2 separate regions of the Mus musculus genome follow, and region 1 is linked to region 2. A link is a contact called in public HiChIP or PLAC-seq data. All regions are on one chromosome and are shown on one strand. Each heading gives the region's core, a stretch centred on a gene start, on an enhancer-like site or on the middle of the called end of the contact. The rest is flanking DNA. Distances are from core to core; before and after follow the strand shown. Region 1 has its middle 15 kb from the start of Gm33134. Region 2 overlaps Gm33037 (a long non-coding RNA gene).

Region 1 (7,035 bases), core at 1,528-4,027, 310 kb before region 2:
AAGGCGGGTCCTGGCGGGAGGGCTGGCTGTTTACACAGGTTAGGTTAGGTAAGTGAGAGGCAGAGAGCCGGCCGGCCCTGTGTATGCCCTGTGTATGGCAGGGAGAACCTCTGAATTTCCTTTCTTCCGGCTGATCCCAGAGGAGCGAGTACCTTCGTCTTCACAGCAGTCTGGAATACTGCAGCTCTTCTGTCCTCCCTCCGTAGCCTCACCCTGCCCATGAGAGTGTCAAAGGTTCTTAAGGGTCAACTAAGGGGTAATGGGACATACTGTACTAACTCAGAGTCAGTGGAAGACTATCATGAGCAGATGCCGTCTCAGCCTGTCAGACTTTCTGCTCCAGGGATCTTCTGTGTGAGGTGGGAGCAAACAAGTTCCCCTCCACCTATAGAACTCAGACCTGAGAGGTCAAAAACTCCAGGGCCCACGAATCTGCTCTGACCAGGGATACTTCCAGGCTGTGGTTCCTGGACTTTCTATTGACTTCATGATCCACTGCCACTTAGAGCTTCCGAGCCAGCTGTTACAGTCATAAAAGCAAGTCCAGGCCAGCTGTGGGGTAGGGATAAGGGAAGTCCTGATTCCCACTCTGTCTCTCACAGAGATGTAGGTGGGATTTCCTTTCCTAAAAGCCCGCAGTTACAGGAAGTGTTTTCAGAAGCTGGGGCTGGACCCTCAGGAGAGCAGCCATCACAATATGGGCACCTCAGAACCCTTTGTGCTCAACCACCCACACTGTGAGCAACACAGTCTTTCTGGCAGATCAGAGGGCACCTAGAGAGGAGGTCACTGTTGAGACCTGGCCAACCATGGCCACACACTGCCCAACATACTGTATGTGAATGAGATGGCTTGTCCAGTCTGGCTATGCCCACAAGCCAAGCAAGTTTGGTTCCTGTGTGGGTCTGGCATTTCCAGTCTGTTCCTTGGAGTTTCTGATTCTACTCAGAGTCAGTACTTGCCTCACAGACTCAGGTCTCATTATGTTTGAATCTTGGTCAGATGGTCACTCTCTGCCCTATCAGATGAGGAGATTTCTTTTGTGATTGTAAGAGAATTGCCTTTACATTTCTTCGTACAATCAAAGATGGACAAAGCTATGTCGCTGGAAGAACCCTTGGCTTAGTGTGGAGTACAGGAGTTATGGCCCTACAGTGGCTGGACCTTTCTAAGTGGAGAGGTTTTGGGATGTTCCAGGATGCATTGTCTAGGTACTTTGTGTCTGGAACAAAGAAATGAGGGGACACAAATTACCAGGAAATCAGAGCACCCTTGTACGGGTTTTCAAGCCTTGCTGATAAAACAATTTTAATATGAACGCAGAAGCAAACTTTAGGATCATTTCACTTGATTTTGAGAGAAAAACCACATTGTAGAAAGGCTGTAAATAGCAGATTGGGAGGGAGGGAGATGGAGAAGGGGAAGGGAGGGGCTTACAAGCAGCTGTGTGGACAAGCAGAGAAGGTGTGTTCTAGGAACAAGAGAAAAATCCCAGGGTAAGTGTGATCGGGATTCTGGTCCCTTTGCAAGGAAGAGGTAGAAAGAGAAAAGAAGAAAGAAAGCTCGCCTCAGAGTTAAAGCTCAGGGGAGTGGGCAGGCTCAACAGTGAAAGTCTGTCAGTACCTGGAGGGAGGAGCTTCCGGGATAAGTACGTGATCTCATTAAGGGATAATTATTTCTCCCCTCTCAGCGTGTCATCAGGAGTGGTCTCTAGGCCAGCTGACTGACACGCTTAGAGTAACTTCAGAGAGCTGACAGTAACAAGTAATACCGTAATCTCTAGTAGTGAGTAATACTGTAATCTCTGGAACAGAATTGAATGTCATGTCTCCAACCGGGGGCCAGAGCGGGCACTCAGATTCTGTTCAACAAAGTCCTGGTACTTTCTTCCACCTATTCATATGATATTTTATTTATTTACTTATTTATTTATGGAAACAGGGTTTCTCTGTATAGCCCCTGGCTGTCCTGGAACTTGCTCTGTAGACCAGGTTGGCCTTGAACTCAGAGTTCTGCCTGTCTTTGTCTCCAGAGTGTTGGGATTAACAGGGATGTGCCACCACTGCCCGGTTTACGTATTAATTATCAATTAGTTAATTATCAAGTCAGGGTATCTCAAGTAGCCCCTATCTATTCTGGAACTCTAGATAGGGGCTGGGATTAAAGGCATGTGCCACTCTGCCTGGCTCAAGTGATATTTTTTTAAATCTTAAGGAAGTGGCGTTGTGATGCTTCCATTTCTGCAAATTGGAGTATTGTTGTGGAGATGGAAGGTGAAGTCCAAACCTTATCATAAAGGAAGAGTCGGACTTTATGGACCTTCATGCTTGCTAATGCAGGTTTAGCTATTACCACCTAGAAGGCAGCCATCATCCCACACAGTTTGTCAGGGGTCTCAGAAGGCCAGGACGGCCTGACCCAGGCAAGCTCATAGGGGAGAAACTGCTCTCAATTTTGGATCCAGGGGCATCCCTCTCTCTGTGTTCTAGGACTGGCCAGGGAGGACCTTGGCTAACCAACCACCCTATAATTAGTTAGCTCTCAGCTCTGGTCCCTGCTGATTTAAGTTTGCCTGCTCCACTCTCTTGAGCCTTGAACTTGGTCTTAGGATTTCCTCATCTCTGCCTCCCTTCCTCACCTCCACACACAGCATAGACTCTGGGTAGGGGTGTGTGGGCAGAGCCAGGAAACAGCAGGAGCACAGGCCGTACCTCCAGGAGCCTGGGCAAGGCTAGTCGTTGTGTACAGAAGCACGCCTGGCATAGTGGTTAGGCCAGCTGTGAGCTCACCTTCGGGTAAGGAATTCACCCCTGGGGAGGGGAATCGGAGGATCATACATTGCTGAGGTCTGAGTCATGCTTGGCTGGGGATCAAGCCTCTGGGATGTGTTTGGGTCATTGAGCTCCAGGGAAAGCAAGGGCTCCTGCCAACTCAGCGTCAGGCTAGCCCCAAGGCCAAAGGCTGAGGGCTCCTTTCAAGGAGGAAAGGGCCAGGCTGAAGCCAATAGGACTGTAGTTCTCAACCTGTGGGTTACTGCCCACTTGGCGTCAAATGACCCTTTCATAGGGGTTTCATATCAGATATTCTGCAAATCAGATACTTACACTATGATTTCTAAGACTAGCGAAATTATAGTTATGAAGTAGCAACAAAAATAATTATATGGGTTGGGGGCTCACTACAACCTGAGGAACTGTAGGTCACAGCATTGGGAAGGCTGAGAACTACACTGCAGTAGGATATTGACACAAGATCCGCTAGAGGAAGAGCTGCTAAGTTTCTGCCTTGTTTAGAGCTGGCTTTAATTGCTCTCATGGGACAAAATTGAGGAGGGGGCAGGACAAGCAGGGTCCTGCCAAAAGAGCCACTCCTTCACTATCTCTTATCACAAGCTTCCGGAGGTCACAGTTTCATGAGGCTTTGGCCTCTCTGGTACTCCTCAGAATATGGCTGTTAAGTCTGAGTCCTTTGCCCTGGTCCCATCCAGGAGTCTGATGTATGGTCCTTGTTTTTTGATCTATGTCCAGCATGGGCCACTGCTGTAGGGGAAACATACTACCCTGTGGCTGTCATCACTGAGGACTTGTCAAAGGGCTAAGTACTGTTGTGCTGGGTCTTTCACTGAGTGGCCACGTGCTCTGGCTTGCTGGGACAGTTCTGGGCCACTAGGGTGTTTGGAGAAAAATATAGCTCCCACTTTAGGGGAATGAGATTATTTATTCTCAGTCAAATGTGAGTGGCTATGGCCCAGGAATGTAGATTCAGGTGGCCCCAGATAGTGTGTTCCACAGTGGAAGCAGTTATGTTATGTGAGCATTTATAGTCACAGAAAGACAATAGACTGTATTGCCAAATAAAGTTATGAGGACAGCAGACAGGTATGCAAAGTGGGGAAATCTCCTGTACAGATTTCATAAATTATGCGATTCTTAGCTTTTAGGCTAGGGAAGGCAGGGATCTGTTAAACTGACACATTCCAAAGGTTTTATCTGATAGTTGAAAATATATTGGATCAAACCAGAAGTAGACAATGAATGGCTACTAAATGCACTTACAGATAGTCCAAGATAACTCTAAATCCCTAACATTCCAGGTCTCCACAAGTGGGAAGCTTGAGTCACACAGCCCTGCAGTCTTAGGTAAATGTGACTTTGGAAACTTCAGTTCATAGGTAGTTTTTCCATGTCCCAGCTGAAAGGTAATTCTATGCCTACCTGTGCTTACTGGGAAGTCTTATATTCTTTTGTATTTGAGCCCCATAGTACCTAACGAGAAGGGTAATATCTCCATTTTACCACGAAGGAACTGAGGCTGTGTGAAGTGACTTGCCCGGGACCGTACAGTCTACAAGAGGCACATCTGGAAGTAGTTGGGAACTCAGCTCTCGACTTTGAAGCTCTTTTGCTAGGCAGCCAAGCAAACTTTCTGAGATTTTTCACTTGACAGTGTGAAGGACCTAGGCCGGGTATCTCCAAATACTCTAAAGATGGGGTCCAGTAGTTAACTCTTTTCCCAGTCCCACCCCTTGGTGCTTGGTTCTTTTCCTTTCCTGGAGAGACAGTCTGGGCAAAGGTCCTTTGTACAGCAGCTGCATGACACAAGAAACGTCACTGTGCCTACCATGTGGCAGGGGTTGCACAGGGTCCCATTGCTGGATCCCCACACCAATCCTGCTGGCTAGGTGTTAGAAACCCCTAGAAGGGAGACGCAAGGCAGGGGCTGGTGTCCAGGGATGCCAGCTTTTGCTGAGTGAACTCTCTATAGTGAGGTATGCACTGTGGAGCTCGGCAGTGGAGTCCTGTTTTGGCCCTGAGGGTTGGAGCTCTTCTGGTTCCAGAGTAGAGACACAAATGGCTTCATTTGTGTCCTGTATAAACATGTAGGAGCCCCCATGCTTCTCCTCCTAACAGGGAGCTGGGTCCTCTACCCTTTGAGCTGATCTTCACAACACACATTCTCCACGAAAAAGGGACTTGGATGGTGTTTGTATTTCTTGATTAGGAACAGTCAGACATCATTTAGAACAGAGCATAGACATCTCGAAGCAGCTGTGGAGGGAAAGCAATTTCTGAAGCTCACACGCCTGCAAGGATCTACCCTCCTTCTCCCCCTCCCCCTCTCTCCCCTCCCCCCTCAACATTCTAGTCTCTAGGGAGGAGGAAAAAGGCAAGAACAACCCATATGTTCCCAGGAAAACATATTTAGGAAAAGGATGTTTTCTCAAAAGTTACCCAAAATAGAGAAATGAAGAAGAGGCAAAGGCCCTCTGACCCACTTGTCAGGGCCATTATTTGTCTTTCAGATAATAAGATTCTCTCTCTCTTTTTTTTTGTTTGTTTTTTGAGACAGGGTTTCTCTGTGTAGCCTTGGCTGTCCTGAAACTCACTCTGTAGACCAGGCTGGCCTTGAACTCAGATATCCGCCTGGCTCTGCCTCCCAAAGTGCTGGGATCAAAGGTGTGAGTCACCACAGCCCAGCTAATAAGATTCTCTTTATGGTATTACCCTAAATTGGAGCAGACAAGAGTTCTCACAAAGGGAGGCACTCAAGCCAGAGGCAGCTCTTCTGGAAACCATCTGACAAATGCATCAAGGAGATTTAAGAAAAAATATAGTGGAATTCTCTCTGAGGTAATAACTTAGACTTCCAGACAAAAATTTATGTGCAGATATGATCAATAAAGAGGATGTTGAATACCAAAAAAGTGGAAACCCAGATGTTCTTAAATACATAATTACATGTATTATGATACATCTGTAGGATTATATAGCCATTTCAGAGTGTTTTTGAGGCATATTCATGCAAAGAAAAAAGAACCATAAAATATTAATGCAAAAAGTAGACTGTGATTCCATCTTGGAAAAGTATGTCTGCACAATATATATATAAAATACATACCCATATATATATATAGATATATAGATATATAGATATAGATATAGATATATTTATAAACACACACGTGTGTGTGTGCATGCAGGAACAATGTGATCATATAGAAATTTGACCACATAGCAGGGTATAGTTACTCACACCTTTATTCCTAGCACTTGGGAGGCAGAGGCAGGCAGATCTCTGTGAGTTTGAGGCCAGCCTGCTCACACAGTGAGTTCCTAGACAGCCAGGGTTATATAGTGAGCTTCTGTCTCAGAACAAAAGAAAGAAAGAAAGAAAGAAAGAAAGAGAGAGAGAGAGAGAGAGAGAGAGAGAGAGAGAGAGAAAGAAAGAAAGAAAGAAAGAAAGAAAGAAAGAAAGAAAGAAAGAAAGAAAGAAAGAAAGAGAGAGAGAGAGAAAAACAGGAAACAAAATTTGGCTCCATCAGTCACATCTATCTACACCAGGAAAATGAGCAATGGTATTTTCCTTTCTGATGTCATATCCTATACAGTGGAAATGATGGGATGTCTGCAGACTCTTCAATGTTCTGAGGTTTAGAATAGAGACTGGAGGACAGCCTATGAGCAGGATGACGACAAGCAGCCTGGACAGTAGGCTGCTTGGGTCATTCAGGACCGTGGTAGTCTCATGGCAGACCAATATAGCCCAGAAAGTATTAGGACCTGTTTGTTGAGAATAGCTCTACCATGCAGGGTACCATCCTAGTGATCACGGGCTGAGGAGAATCTGTCTAGTGAGCCCAGTGCCTTGGCAGGGGGACAGGCTACTCTACCTTGAGAACAGACACTTATTCCTGCTGACATGTATAGTCCTCTCAGGATATGCTCTCCTGTATCCAGTGGTTCAAGCCATGGGATACCTCAGACTGGGTCTGGGAGCTGCTTTAATGTTAGTACTTGGTAGCTAGGCTACAAACATTAAGGTACTCCATGCTGGATACCAAAGCAAGTAAACAGATCTCTTCAAGATGTTCTTTTTTAAAAAGAGGCTAAAATTCAAGGCTAAAAGATTGATTTATTGGGGGTTAGAGAGATGGCTCAGTGGTTAAGAGCACTGACTGCTCTCCCAAAGGTCCTGAGTTCAATTCCCAGCAACCACATGGTGGCTCACAACCATCTGCAATGCCCTCTTCTGGTG
Region 2 (7,162 bases), core at 3,876-6,375:
GGTCAAGGGAGGAGCTGGATGGTCTGAGTCTTCTAAGAGGAAGCTTTGCCCCTCTCCCCAGGATTCTGAAGCCTACCTGACTAAATCAGAATCAGATTTTAGTTTTGTCAATGAGTATACTTGACATAAATCCAAAGGGCACAAAAGGCTATACAGTGAAAATGTAAGTCCCCCACTGTCTTAGTTTTATTGCTGTGAAGAGACATCACCACAAAAGCAACTCTTATAAGGCAAACATTTATTTAGGGCTGGCTTACAGTTTCAGAGGTTCAGTCCATTATCTTCATGGCTGGAAGCATAGCAGCCTGCAGGCAGATGAAGTGCTGGCGAAGGAAATGAGAGGTCTACATCTTGATCTGAAGGTAGCCAGGAGGAGGCTGTTTTCTGCACTGGGTGGAGCTTTAGTCCTGGAAGACCTCAAAGACCACCTACACAGTGACACACTTTCTCTAAGGGCACACCTATTCCAACAAGGCCACACCTCCCAATAGTGTCTCTTCCCATGGACCAAGCCTATTTAAACCACTACATCCACTTATTTCCCATTCCTTCCTCCCAGTTTCTTACTCCAAAGGCAATGTCTTATGTAAATCTATGAAAGCAGCCTATAAATTTCTCAAGGTATAATCTATTTCTTCAAGATTATGCTAGCATTCTATATAAAAATTTTGTCTCATATTTTATATTGGACATCTTGAGGATCATTCCATATTTGGACACACAGAACTACCTAAATATATTAACAGCTCCATAAGTTGTCACTGTATATGCTTTCATCATCATCATCATCATCATCATCGAAAATATTCTCTCTCATACAATAAATTTTGACTCCAGTTTCCCCTCCCTTCTCTTCTCCCAGCTCCTCCCTCCCCCCACCTTCCCTAGTCCCCAGATCCACCATCCTGCCTCCCTTTCTCTTCAGAAAGGAACAGGCCTCTAAAAGACAACAGCCAAATGCAAGTAACAAGATACAATAAATCAAACCAATCAATGCTGGGCAAGGCAACCCAATAGGAGGAAAGAGTCTCAAAGAGCAGGCAAAGGAGTCAGAGACACACCTATTCCCACAGTTAGGAGTCCCACAAAACCACCAAGCTAACAGCCACAATGTACAGACAGAGGACCTTGTACACACTTAGGCAGGCCTGTGCTTGCTGTGTCCGTTTCTGTGAGCCCATATGGGCCCTCTTAGTTGATTTATTGGGCAATGTTCTCCTGGCATCCTTTATCCACTCTGGCTCCTGAAATCTTTCCTCTTCCTCCCTCCAATCTTTAAGGGAGAGACAGGATGGAGACCTCCTGTTTAGTGTCTCTCTCTGCATAATGTCTGGCTGTGAGTCTCTGCTCGTTGATATTTTTCTTTTTCCTTTCCTTTTTTCTTCTCTCTCTCTCTCTCTCTCTCTCTCTCTCTCTCTCTCTCTCTCTCTCTCTCTCTCTCTCTTTCTCTCTCTCTCTCTCCTTTTCACTGTCTCTCTTTCTTTTTGTGCCAGTCGTGTTTGGTTCTACCCTTGGTCTCTGTACTGTGTATTAATTTATTTCACTCTCTACTGATGTCCCTTTGGGTCCATGCTAGTCTTTTGACTTTGAAAGAGCAATGTTGCACCAGGTGTCACAGATACTAATACATAGGCTAAAGCTAGAGGTGGCATGTTGGTCTAGAAACATTGCCCTTGGAGTCTTGATACCAGTTGCCTCACTGTCCTCTATAAAATTTTGGGTGTCTTCCCAGCAGTGCATAAAAATGCCAACTGCCCACATCTGCACCAATAGTACAGTAACAAGATTTCCAACTCTTGCCAGTCTGTTCAGTGATGATATTTCATTGTGGCATTAATTTTGATTTTTATGTAACGGTACTGTTTTTTTGAATCTTTCATGTATATGTATGCATTCTGTGTGTGTTTTTTAATCTCTTTCTCCACGAGTCTGTTCATCTTCTCTTCCCAGGTTGGTATTGTGTTATTGCTCTTTCTCTGTTGATTTGCTGGTACTTCTTGGATAGGGCACTTCCTTCGAGGTGCTTTATATTTCCAAGTGGAAAGACATCATTGGTTGGTGATTTTGTCTCACTGTGACTCTCTTCTACTCATTCTCTTCCCCCGTATGAAGGAGAAGTCAATTATCCAGTGGCTAAGTTTGCTGGTTAGATATATGCCTATCTAGCTCAGATACTTCTCTGTCCCTCCCTGCTTTTAAAATTGTTCTACATGGAACAAGCACTTCAGGTAGCCTCTGGCTATATCCTAAGCTTAGTCACAAAGGTCTTACGCCTGCCAAAAGAAGTCTGTGGGCTTTCAGAGCTGATGGGTAGATCTGCAACACTTTGGGATTTAGAACTGGGAGATCTGTTTACATACAAAGGTTGCCTACCCCAGTGGCTCCATTGGTAAGAAAATGATTTTTTAATATTAATCTGCTTACTCCTTTGTAGATAGAATTTTAACAGGACAGTTTGTTATTTATTAGATCTCTCAAATGCTAATGAGCATTAAAAAGTATTAAAAAGAATACTCTTCTCTTCTCTTCTCTTCCCCTCCCCTCCCCTCCCCTCCCCTCCCCTCCCCTTCCCTTTCCTTTTCTTTTTTTGGCCTGTGGTTTGAATCTAAGTCCATCTTTTCAAAGACTTTACTTTAAAAATGTTTTTCCTTTGAGGGTATGATTTTCTTCTTCATGTGGAAAACTAGTGAAATTGATCAACCTCATATTTTCTGGATATTGAGACTTTGTGTTATGCTTAGAAAGTTCTTTTGTACTATTATTTTGTACTATAAGATGCATTCTCACATATTTCCTTCAGGTAAGTAAGTCCCTGTTTCATTTTTCATGTTTAAGCCCCTGTGAGGATCCTCCTTGGCACGGTAAGCTTTGGAGAGATGGTAAGGAAGGAATTCCCCAGGGCAGCTGGAGAACCTCCCTGGGACCAGAAGAGGAAGATACCATCACCACCCTCCCTGATATCAGTGATATCAGGATTCGTAACTCTAAACTCAGGGCTCATTTCTAGGCCCACCATAATTCAAGCCCAGCTTGCTTTCAGTGAGGCAACAGCCAGGAAACAATAGCTCCCTTTTAGAAACTGATGGGCCTCAGAGCAGACCATAGAAGGCTTCCTGGATGCCCTGAGTCTAAGTTTGCTAGGCCCCTGCCTCTCTTGAGATGACTAGGAAGCCAAGGCAAGCCTGTAGCTGTGGCCTTGAAGAAGGAACATTTACAGCACTTTGCCTCCGCTCTTCTGATCAAAATCAACCCCAGGCTGCAAACGTGGGATCACTTAGAGACCAAAGTCTTCCTGCATCAGGTCCTTGTTACTCTGCAAGTTCCTTTCTCATGTTATAAAGGAACATGCCTTCCGGGGAGCAAAGCAGGCCATGTGCTTCTTTCCATGGGCCCCTCTGGGCTCAAACACTGAGGACCACATCGGTTTATTTCCCACCTGTCTGTTCACAGCCCCTCCTTCTGCCCACCAACCCATCCCAAGATCATCAGACAACCTTGAACTTTCTGTTTTTCATAAGCATAATTAAACACGGAGACATTTACTGGTCTTCCCCTGATTCCTTATTTGAAATAATGTGAATCTGGATGAACGTGAAGGTGAATTTTGTAGGTGTTTGTTCTGTGTTCATTACCATTTTATCTATTGCACTGTCTGTTCCTATGGCCAAAATAAAATTTATGTGATTTTTGTTCATTGTTTCCTCATTCCATCTCCCTTTCCTAATCGTCCCTAGCAGCCCCAATACACAGTTGCACTGGCTGTGTACTAGAAAGCTCCTTGGATACTGCTGATGTTATAATTTATATAGCTGAAAGTTAGCACAGAATTGGACTTGCAGCCTTGCAACTATCCGTCTTGTGGTCACAATTTACATAGGCAATTCTAATTCTTCTGTATAATTAATGACTCATATGTTATATCCTGGAGCCACATGGAAAGGTTTTTCGGGTTACCTGCTGTTCTGTATTATCCATGCTTAAATCTTACACTAATGCATGTGATTAAGAGTTACTTCTGCTTTGTCAGTTGAACCAAATTGAGAGGGTAGGAGGGAAATGTTAGCTCCACATTGCACATTGACGGGTGTGGATGTGTGTGTGTGTGTGTGTGTGTGTGTGTGTGTGTGTGTGTGTGTCTGTCTGTCTGTCTCTGTCTGTCTGTGTGTGTGTGTGTGTCTGTTTGACTCTGTCTCTGCATATGTGTGTGTGTATATGTGTCTGTCTGTTTGTCTGTCTGTCTGTCTGTCTGTCTCTGTCTCTGTCTCTGTCTCTGTGTGTGTGTGTTATTGTGATACCACTGGGGCCAAGGAGGTCAGGATGGTAAGGACTGGTTCTGAGAGGGATCTATGCATTTAAAATATTTTATCTGCGAAGTTATTGGTATTTGGGTAAACTGCAGAGAAAACTTTTGTCCATATGGGAAAAATATTTGAGAGAGGCTTTTTTTAATTGCCCTGGGGCCCATCAGCTCTGTAGCCAGCAGGTTTGAGTGGAGTTTTTCCTGCAGTGAAGCTGTTAGCACACTGTCAGTTCAGGACAATCAGGACCAGTCTCAGCCTTCTGCGGTAGAAGCAGGAACCACGAAGGAATTGCTTTATGTGACACTGACTACTGGATAGACCTGCTTAAAGCCTGTCAATCAAAGACATCTCTTCAGAACTGGATCAAGGGAGGTCAAGGCGAAAGAATGTTTTAGGATTTTCTCTGTTAAAGAGGGTTGGCCGTGCCTAGGGCCAAGTGTGCAGTGGTAGAGGAAACTGAGAATTTTATGGTGTCTTCTGCCTTGCTGCTCTGGGTTCAAGCCTGTTTCAGCTCTACATATTTCCTGTGGGTTCTGTAGACTATCCAAGTCCTACTTTTCCTAACAGCCCATCTCTACTTAGATCTATCAGTGTTGACTTCTGTCTTATGTGACTAAGGGTCCTGAGAGGACTTCTCTCTCTTTATGGTCACTGTGACCCTTTCTGGAAAGCAAATAAACCGTCTCCCTGGTGGAGGGGAGAGAGGAAGCCTTTATTTTTGATCCCTGTTTGCCCATTTCCTTGGCATAAATACTTTCACCCACAGGCAATTATGAAATGCCAACTCCTTAACTCAGACCTTACAACATTCCTGAGCACGTATTCATTGGAAGCGATCCCAGACAGCTCCAGCACTGCCACTGCGTCTTGCAATCCGGAGGCTCAGCACAGGGCAAGAAGGGTGTTGCTGGAATATGACTTTTACAATTAAGGTTACACCTTTACAGAACGGATTGTATAGCATCCAGAGAGACAAGGTGAACAAAATCTAGTTGGTGAACATGGGAATTAGAGTTGAGGCCGGGGCCCAACACTGTGCAATAAATCACTGTGAGCCTCTTTCCTCTATGGGAAGGGGTATGTGTTAGCTTCTATGCTCTTTACACTTAACAGAAACAGCTTAGGGGAGGGAGACAGGATTTGTTTTGGCTCATGGTTTCAAACATTTCCCTCCATTCATCTATCCATCCATCTATTCTTGCTTGGTCTCCTGTACCTGAGCAGGATGCTATAGTCATGGGAGTGTATAGTGGAAAGAAGATACCTGCTGCATGACTAACCAGAAATAAGAGAGATGGAAATGCTTTTCCTTGCCTGCCTTTCTCCTTTCTTCTTTTATTTCTTCTGGACTCTAGCCTCTGAGATGGTATTGTCCACACTCAGGGAAGGTCTTCCCTGGAAGCAATCTCATAGACAAATCTAGGGCCATATGTTATCAGTCTCCTGGGTGACTTCAAATCTAGACAAGTTGACAATGAAAACTAATTATTACAGTTTTGACTATAAACCCTGATTATCTTTGTTTTGACTCTAAACCCTGATTATTAGGATGGCACCTGCCGTGGTAATGTCGTAAAGTCCTTCTGATAAGCAGGCCCTCTGTGTGAAAGCCACGGGAAGATAGTTCTGCAGGGAAAGCTGGAGCCGAGGGACCGATTCTCAGGGGAGCATCTCACAGTACACGCTTGGAAGCATTGGCGCAGGAAAGGTCTGCTGTGTGTCTGTGCAGTGTGCATGCTGTGGTGGAATTGGACCCTGGGGGCTTTCAGCTCTGTGTGGCTCCAGGCATGTGTCTTAGATTACTGGTCCTCAGCGGGTGAGCAGACAGCAAAACCCCGTGTTAGAGGACATGACAAGGATTTGAATGTTTAATAAGAAAAGGATGGTCAAAACATGCTACAAGAAATCCACAAAATGTCACTGGCATCAACTGTCTTGTTCCCTCTGGCGTGTGTTGACAGGGTTTTGTAAATAGTCTGATTAATCCATGGCCTCTTGTGACCTAGAAATTCACAATTGGGATTTGGTTTGTTCCCGGGACTTAACATGTTGGCCAGTCAAAGGGGGCACATGATGATTTCCTGGCCTTAACAACAGAAAAACCTTGAAAATAGCTTATGGGCTTCCAAGAGCCACTGGCATCCACACGCTAGCAAAGGTCACCCTCCTTGGAGGTCTGAGATACCTGGTATTCTATGACGTGTGGGGTTTCAGGCATTCTAGTTGGAGAGTCTATAATTAATTAGGACAGAGCAAGCATCAAGTGCCAAAGCGATGCCACCTGACCACTCAAGGGACTCAGATGTACCCTTCAACTTCTTTCTCTCCTTGGCCTCTAAAAGCATCCCATTGGTGTCAAACCATAAAGCACTAGGGGCAGGAATAGAGAGGTCTTCACCAGCAGCCTTTTGTGTATGAGCCCTGTTAGTCCAATCACTCTGAATTCAAAACAAAAGACTGTGTCTTAGCTCACTTTTGCTAGAACCACAAGGTGTCTCAGACTCTTGGTTCAGATTCATTCCTCACATGAGCCCCACTGACATCTATCAGTGAGTTCTAAAGGGTCAAAGGGCAGCTGATGCTATCTCAATCATCCCAAGCGGCTGAGTGAAGTCTGCCACCATTCTCTGTACCCAAGGCTCTCACAGGGACCCAAAGTGCAGATATTGAGAGAGAGAGAGAGGTCCGATCTCTGACAAACATGCTCACTTGCTCCCTGACTTGCTGCCTATTTCCCTGGAACCTTTGGCTGAGAACCACAAGTGTTCTGATGAGAGAGGCAAGCATGAGTTAGCAACTTTGGACTTGGCTTAGGCTATATATACCTTTCTCTTATACTCATGCACTTGGCAGGTCAAGAA

Evidence for each region. HiChIP or PLAC-seq counts read pairs in DNA pulled down with a chosen protein or histone mark.
Region 1: a contact with region 2 is called in an HNF4G HiChIP or PLAC-seq map of pancreatic cancer cells. The contact joins two enhancer-like sites.

What each region holds. Positions count from the first base shown.
Region 1 is chr12:8,375,768-8,382,802 of GRCm38.p6, reverse strand. No RefSeq gene overlaps it. Among named protein-coding and RNA genes, the nearest start is that of Gm33134, 15 kb to the right of the region's middle. Within about 2 kb of position 2,777, at least 129 of the 459 cell types and tissues checked have an H3K27ac peak or open chromatin away from gene starts, as enhancers often do. A contact at or near this core is called in pancreatic cancer cells, where this site is marked.
Region 2 is chr12:8,068,929-8,076,090 of GRCm38.p6, reverse strand. The region is part of intron 2 of Gm33037 (a long non-coding RNA gene); the gene reads left to right. Among named protein-coding and RNA genes, the nearest start is that of Apob, 95 kb to the right of the region's middle. Within about 2 kb of position 5,125, at least 36 of the 459 cell types and tissues checked have an H3K27ac peak or open chromatin away from gene starts, as enhancers often do. A contact at or near this core is called in pancreatic cancer cells, where this site is marked.